2 separate regions of the Mus musculus genome follow, and region 2 is linked to region 1. Evidence: chromatin contacts called from public HiChIP or PLAC-seq data. All regions are on one chromosome and are shown on one strand. Each heading gives the region's core, a stretch centred on a gene start, on an enhancer-like site or on the middle of the called end of the contact. The rest is flanking DNA. Distances are from core to core; before and after follow the strand shown.

What was found. HiChIP or PLAC-seq counts read pairs in DNA pulled down with a chosen protein or histone mark.
Region 2: a contact with region 1 is called in an HNF4G HiChIP or PLAC-seq map of pancreatic cancer cells. The contact joins two enhancer-like sites. A contact is called at or near these places in 1 of 15 datasets of contacts at CTCF or cohesin (CD8 T cells), 3 of 484 Hi-C or Micro-C datasets (the G1E-ER4 cell line, Sertoli cells and nephron progenitors), 3 of 115 datasets of contacts at active chromatin or transcription factors (CD8 T cells, embryonic stem cells and pancreatic cancer cells) and 3 of 9 other capture datasets (adipose tissue, liver and pancreatic islet).

The regions. Positions count from the first base shown.
Region 1 is chr2:6,293,731-6,296,927 of GRCm38.p6, reverse strand. All of the region lies in intron 4 of A230108P19Rik (RIKEN cDNA A230108P19 gene), which reads right to left. Among named protein-coding and RNA genes, the nearest start is that of Usp6nl, 27 kb to the left of the region's middle. Within about 2 kb of position 1,782, at least 50 of the 459 cell types and tissues checked have an H3K27ac peak or open chromatin away from gene starts, as enhancers often do. A contact at or near this core is called in pancreatic cancer cells, where this site is marked.
Region 2 is chr2:6,358,257-6,361,299 of GRCm38.p6, reverse strand. The region is part of intron 2 of Usp6nl (USP6 N-terminal like); the gene reads right to left. Among named protein-coding and RNA genes, the nearest start is that of Usp6nl, 37 kb to the right of the region's middle. Within about 2 kb of position 1,364, at least 47 of the 459 cell types and tissues checked have an H3K27ac peak or open chromatin away from gene starts, as enhancers often do. A contact at or near this core is called in pancreatic cancer cells, where this site is marked.

The DNA.
Region 1 (3,197 bases), core at 533-3,032:
GTAGTGGCTTTCTTTCTTTCTTTCTTTCTTTCTTTCTTTCTTTCTTTCTTTCTTTCTTTCTTTTTTTCAGTTGGAAATGGCAAGGAGAATTTTTCTGTAACTATATTAGGAGGGTGATCAAGTTACTTAGCTGATATGTAAAACAGCCAATACATGATATCTAGAACTCATAGCTCAGGTTATAGGGGAAGAAAAAAACAAGCAAAAAGAAAGAAATATACCAAGATGGCTGACTCCTCTCTCTCTGCCTAGGAGCAAAGGCATGGAGGGAGGGGTTGGAGGGTTTGCTTTCCATTGTCAACTCTTTCACACACACACACACGTACTCGCACACACACACACTCACACACACACACCTTTAAAGTTCACATGGCACATCCTTGATCTTTCCATATTGGTTGGGGGACTCTTAGTGGAAATATTTTTTACCAATATTCACAGGTGAAGGTCCACATATGTTTAGATTAGTGACTACATTTTTCATATCATTAAAAGGTCTTAGGTTTTTTTCTTTTCAAGAAAACCTCACATCTTAATCATTTCTAACTCAAGTGTTGCTGTCTTGCTTAAACTAAGATCAAGTCTCTCGGTGAGATTCCAGAATCCTGTTTTGGCTTCAGAGTGCTGGGAAAAGGCTTCTGGAACAACATTTTTGTTACCTTATTTTTTTTCCAAAGGACATGTATGTAAAAATGTGCATGTGTGCACATGGATATACCGGTATATGTGCAATCTATATTTCAGCATACTGTGTCACTCAGAATTGCAGAAGTATCTCTCTCAAACTTTCCACCCTTTCTCCATGATCCTTCATCTTTGAATCCTATTCATTGGAGTAACATTGAGGGGTCATGTCTGTCCCTGTAATATACCCTGGCTTCCCAGGGCTTGCTCAGCAGTCATAAAGCACTGGGTTCAATTCCTAGTACTGCTTAAATTGTCATGTGTTGATGCAAGCCTGAAGGTGGAGGCAGGAGGATTCAAAGTTCAAGGTCATCTTCATCTACATAGCAAGTTCAAGGCTAGCCTGGACTGCTGGGAATCCTGTCTCAAAAACTAAACCAACCAAACAAAACAGTGACCAGAGATGGGCTAAGGAGCACATGCTGAGTCCAGTACTGGCTCAGTGGCCAAAACAAGAGGTGGTCCATCTTGGAGCCATTAAAATCAGACTTATACCCAGAGGGGCACAGTAAGGCCTGGGGTATATGCACAGACCCCAACTCAGAGCACCCCAGCCTGTGTGATTATTCAACAGCAAGCACAGCTGATCTACCACTGAGAGCAAGAGTCAGATCTCAGAGCTGAGAAGTGTCTTAAGTCAGGCCAAACCCAACATCCTGTGGCCTCTGGCTTTGACATAATACCAACGTTAATTTCTATTTGTTCTCCTTTTGAATGTAATAAAGAGCACCTTTTATCTTGCTGTGTGTTTTGTTTACCATTGGTGTGGATTACTAATAGGGAAAGTCCCATGGACCAGGGTAGTGGCAACGTTCATCACAGTGGAGAACCCAAAGGTAGAGTTAAAAAGGAAACTGCTTCATGGGAGACTGACCCTGCCTTCTGGAACGCCAGCAGTCCCTCAGCCCGGCCCTCCTTTCTGATGTTTCCCAAACTGTGGTGGGGGTGAGGCAGCAGGATGGCTATATGACTTGTTTTACAAGCAGGAACAATTCCCCCGCTGTTTCTACAGGAAACTGAGATGTGAGCATTTCAGGAAGGAAGTAGATTAGAGCAGGAAGTTGAACAGAAACACTGTCCAGTCCAAATCAATGGTGCAGTCCTAGGAGGCAAGGGTATAGGATGGCAGAGACACAGGAGCAAATCGGTAGAGTAATGGGGCATAGTCTATCTACACACTCGTCACACCCATCTCCCACCAATGTCAGGCACACAACTGAGCCACATTTCTGGCTCCTTGCAGTTACATGGAGTTATAAATGAGTTCTGCTCACAGCAGGTAGAAGAGACATATAAAGTGTCCAGCCGCAGCCCAGATAAACCTTCCACAGGATGTTCTATATGTTCTTTGCCTGTCTAGAGCAATGTCAGGAGTTAGGTATAGGAGAACTTAAGCACACGATTATAGCGTAGGAATACCCACCTAGACTTTACATCAGGAAAAAAGTATAAGCTTTCTCACATGGTGCGAAGCCCGAGACTTAGGGGTTTGTGGCAGAGGTATGTCGCGTACCTCATTTACTTTTTATAAATTGAAGCAAGGGGGCTGGGAAGATAGTTCTGTTACAAAAGTACATGCCATGCAGACAACAGTGCTGGTGGTCTCAGCACTTTGTAGGGGGATACTAGTGGATCTCTGGAGCTTGCTGGTCAGGTAGCCTACTCAGTGAACCCTGGGCCAATCAGCGTTGCCTCCTCAAAACGCAAGGTGCATGGCACCTGACCTCTACACACCTGTAAGCACACATGCAGAAGCATACATACATATAGACGCACACAAACAAAAGATGTATACATACATGCACATGTACATATAAAAGCAATATCAAAATGATGCTCAGGGAAGCCAGGCCAACAGTCACCAATGATGCATGCTGCGGCAGCTGAAGGCTCCTCTTCACACACCTTGTGTCTCACGTACTATTTATGGCCTGGCTTCTCGGAGCAGCAATCTTCCTGTAGTTTCCCCACTCCCTCGTCTCCCACTCGTTCCTCATTCCATATGGTCTGCATCATGCCCCACACCCTACTGAAACCACCTATGGCTCTCCACCTGGCATGCTCAGCCAAACGCTTTTCCCTCTCACAGAGGGCTTTCTATGCAGCAGTGACCTGCAGATTTCAAGAAACGCTACATTTTACATTTCCTGGAAAAAGAAACAAAACAACCCTGTTGCTAAATTCCTTTCTAGAGACTCAGACCCTGCTGAGAAGAGAAGAATCCAGTCTCGGCCATTGGGGAATTCCCTTTCCAGACTCTGGATTATACAAGGTCAAGATGGTTTTAGACTGCATAGATCACTGTAGGTAGGGACTCGGGCTCATAAGGTCTGGAGTGATGCGCCTCTTGTCAAGCGAGTCTTCCCTTCTTGCAGCAAGCCTGGCACTACCTGGACTAGAAAGCACATTGCCTCCCTGAATAGACATTGCCTCTGCCACCAGCCTCAGCTCAAGTTTTCTGTTCTGGAGGAGGCTCTCTTCACCCCTCTCTTCACCCTAAACTACTGTGCACC
Region 2 (3,043 bases), core at 115-2,614, 65 kb before region 1:
AAGATACTATAAACATACATGCTATAAGGTAGTTATTGGACATGTGTTCAAAAAGCTACTCAAAATCATTCCGAATGGAGCTAATCTCTGCTCCTCAGTGCGCAACTATTTTCTACTCCGCCTGCCCTTACAAAACCCGAGAGCAGAGATACAGTCAGTGCCTCAGTGTCTCTAAGGCTCAAGGGTCTTCATGTGCAAACCACACATCCGGTGTGTGCTTGCAATCTTGCCGTAATCTACTCTCCCGCAACAGAATGTAAGGGAGTACACACACTGTGCCTGTTCATATACGTGAGCTCAAGGCAGCTATCAACACTGTTACATACACAGTGCTATACTAATAAGTTGACATGCCATGTCATACACCATAGGCAAACATCAGTCTACAAATCTGTTTTATGGGCTTCTTTCCCACGTGGATTCAATAACCAACAACCAAACCTCACTTGCTACATTAAGTGGCACACATTTCTGATATTGACTGTGTCTGTGTTCCATTCACAGGTAAATGTTTGACAACAATCAGCAAAAACACAGAAGATAATTTAAAGAAGTGAGATGCCAGGACCAGAATCCTGTATGAAAGCGCCATCCAGAAGGTGGTGAGGGTCATGGTATTGTCGGGAGGTGAATGGTAGTAATCAGAAATGATCTGGCTGGGCCCTCTCCACTGAGACACACGGACAGAAGCAGAGATCCGCTTAGAGCACATTTGGAGATGCCATCAGAGATGGTGGAATGGGTTTGGGTTCCTGTCACTTCAGAAAGTACTTGAACATATGTAACTTTTGATATCAATAGAAATACTGGTTACCTTTCAAACCCGAATGGTTCTTCTATTCAACAAGCACACACTGAACACTTCTATGTGCATAAGTAAAATGCACATTCTGAGGGGGTTTACACACTGTCTAAAGAGGAGAGGAGGGCTCCATGAGCATTAAATATCTTCAAGCAGAGGCAGCGATGAGCTAAAACCCATAACAGACTACATGTGGATGGTAGAAAGCCAGCAACAGCAAGGCGCAGGCTAACAAAGGCATGCTCTCTGTCCAGAAGTTGGGATGCACACAGGAAATGCTTAAAGCATGGACAGAAATAGTATTCTAAACTATGACAAATGTGAAAATAAAAACCACACTTAGCTTTTCTTTCATCTGAATGTCGATACATTTGCCTATTTAACATTTTTTTTACTGCATGCCAGGTGCTGCTCTAAGCACTTAACAAATATTGACTCACTTTCTCTAGAGTTAATAATCTTATAAGAACATCTGTCCCCTTTTCACCGTGAAGAAACTAGAGAGTACCCAGAACCTGAGTAGCCTGCCCAAGGGCACATGGCCTTGTAAGCACTAAGTCTGAAAGGCAAACCCAGACAGGCAGTGAAACCAGCGACTCTGCACTGTCAGCGGACTCCACTGTAGTTACTGACACGTGTGGAGTGCAATGTAACTGAGAGACTGACACACGTTTGTCTTAGTTAATTTTAATTATTCAAATAACCACATGCGGCTAGTGGCTGCCACATGGGGAACTCGCATGACTGCCCAGTGAATCATGCTGTTCGTCTAGCGAGAGGAAGTCTTTCAGGTCATCCCTCACACTCAATTGAAGCATGTAATCAATTCAAAGGTAGCCCTTGAAAAAGCAAAGAGTTCTAAGCCATGGCTCTCTACCATGGTCTACGCAATGGCACATGAGCCAATGAGCCAATAAAAGGCTCAGGACTCTGAGATAATATTTTTCTGAGAAAAAGAAAAGCTCATATGATCTGAACTAAATATATCTCCTGAATACAGCCTTGATAAAACTTTTTATCAATTAACTTTGCCTAAAAATACACACAATTCTGACTTCAAATGTTCTATTTCTAAATTTAAAAACAAATCGCTTTGCCTTGAGTTTTCAAAATACAAGTAAACGGGCACTATCTTAGGTAGTTAGGGTTTCTACTGCTGTGAACAGACACTGTGACCATAGCAACTCTTAAGAAAGGACAGCATTTAACTGAGCTGCCCTACAGGTTCATCGCGGTGGGAAGCATGGAGGTATGCTATGCTATGGAGCAGCACTGGAGAGGTAGCTGGAGTTCTACATCCCGATCAGCAGGCAGCAGGAAGAAGACAGATACTGTGCCTGCCTTGGGCATTTGAAACCCCAAAGTACACCCCCCAGTGACACACATCCTCCAACAAAGCCACACCTAATGGCACTCCATAACCATTCAGATATGAGTCTACAGGGCCATTCTTACTCAAATCACCACAGAGGCTGTCACAGAAATGTATCTAACCGCTGACCAGGAGACCCATCAGCCACCTAAGAGACCGGCATAACATACACAACGGTGAAGCAACAGTAACGAGCTCAACAAAACACTAAGGACAGGCCAGAGGTCATCCTTGCAGGGTATCAGCCTGACCCAGCCAGTCTTCCAGTATTACGTCCCACTCAGCGCTCACAACACTCTTGGAGTCAGTCCCCAGCGTCACCCTTACTGTTCAGAACCTGACGCACACAAATCCAGGTGCCCTGTCTGTCTAGAGATTGGGCTCCTATGAGGTCTTTCCTGTTGTAATCACTCGCATAACTGCAGCACTCAGCAGTGAACCATGAAATTCCCCAAAATGACTCAGATTTACACAAGAACCTAACTTTCTGAGACGACAAAGAAATATTTATTCACTTTATATACATATGAGTGTGTGTGCAAAAAGCAAACAGTCAAGTGAGCATTAGGGACTGCTAGTGTTGCCTAAAAGGTACTGCAAAAACAAAAAAAAAAAGCTATTTTCGGAAACAAAGTAGATTAAGAGGTGTATAAGCTCTGTACACTAAGAGCAATGTGAGATCTTGGAAAACAGACATTCACAGATTTCCATGAAGCCACACGATGACAAAACAAGACCACAGATCATCCATTTTCCCACCACCACATTGCAATGATCATATTTGTGTTTCTCCTTATTAAAAATGTCAATATCATCACAAAAGAAAGCTGTATCATTAAAAGGCTTTATATATTTAAGTGACACCTTTA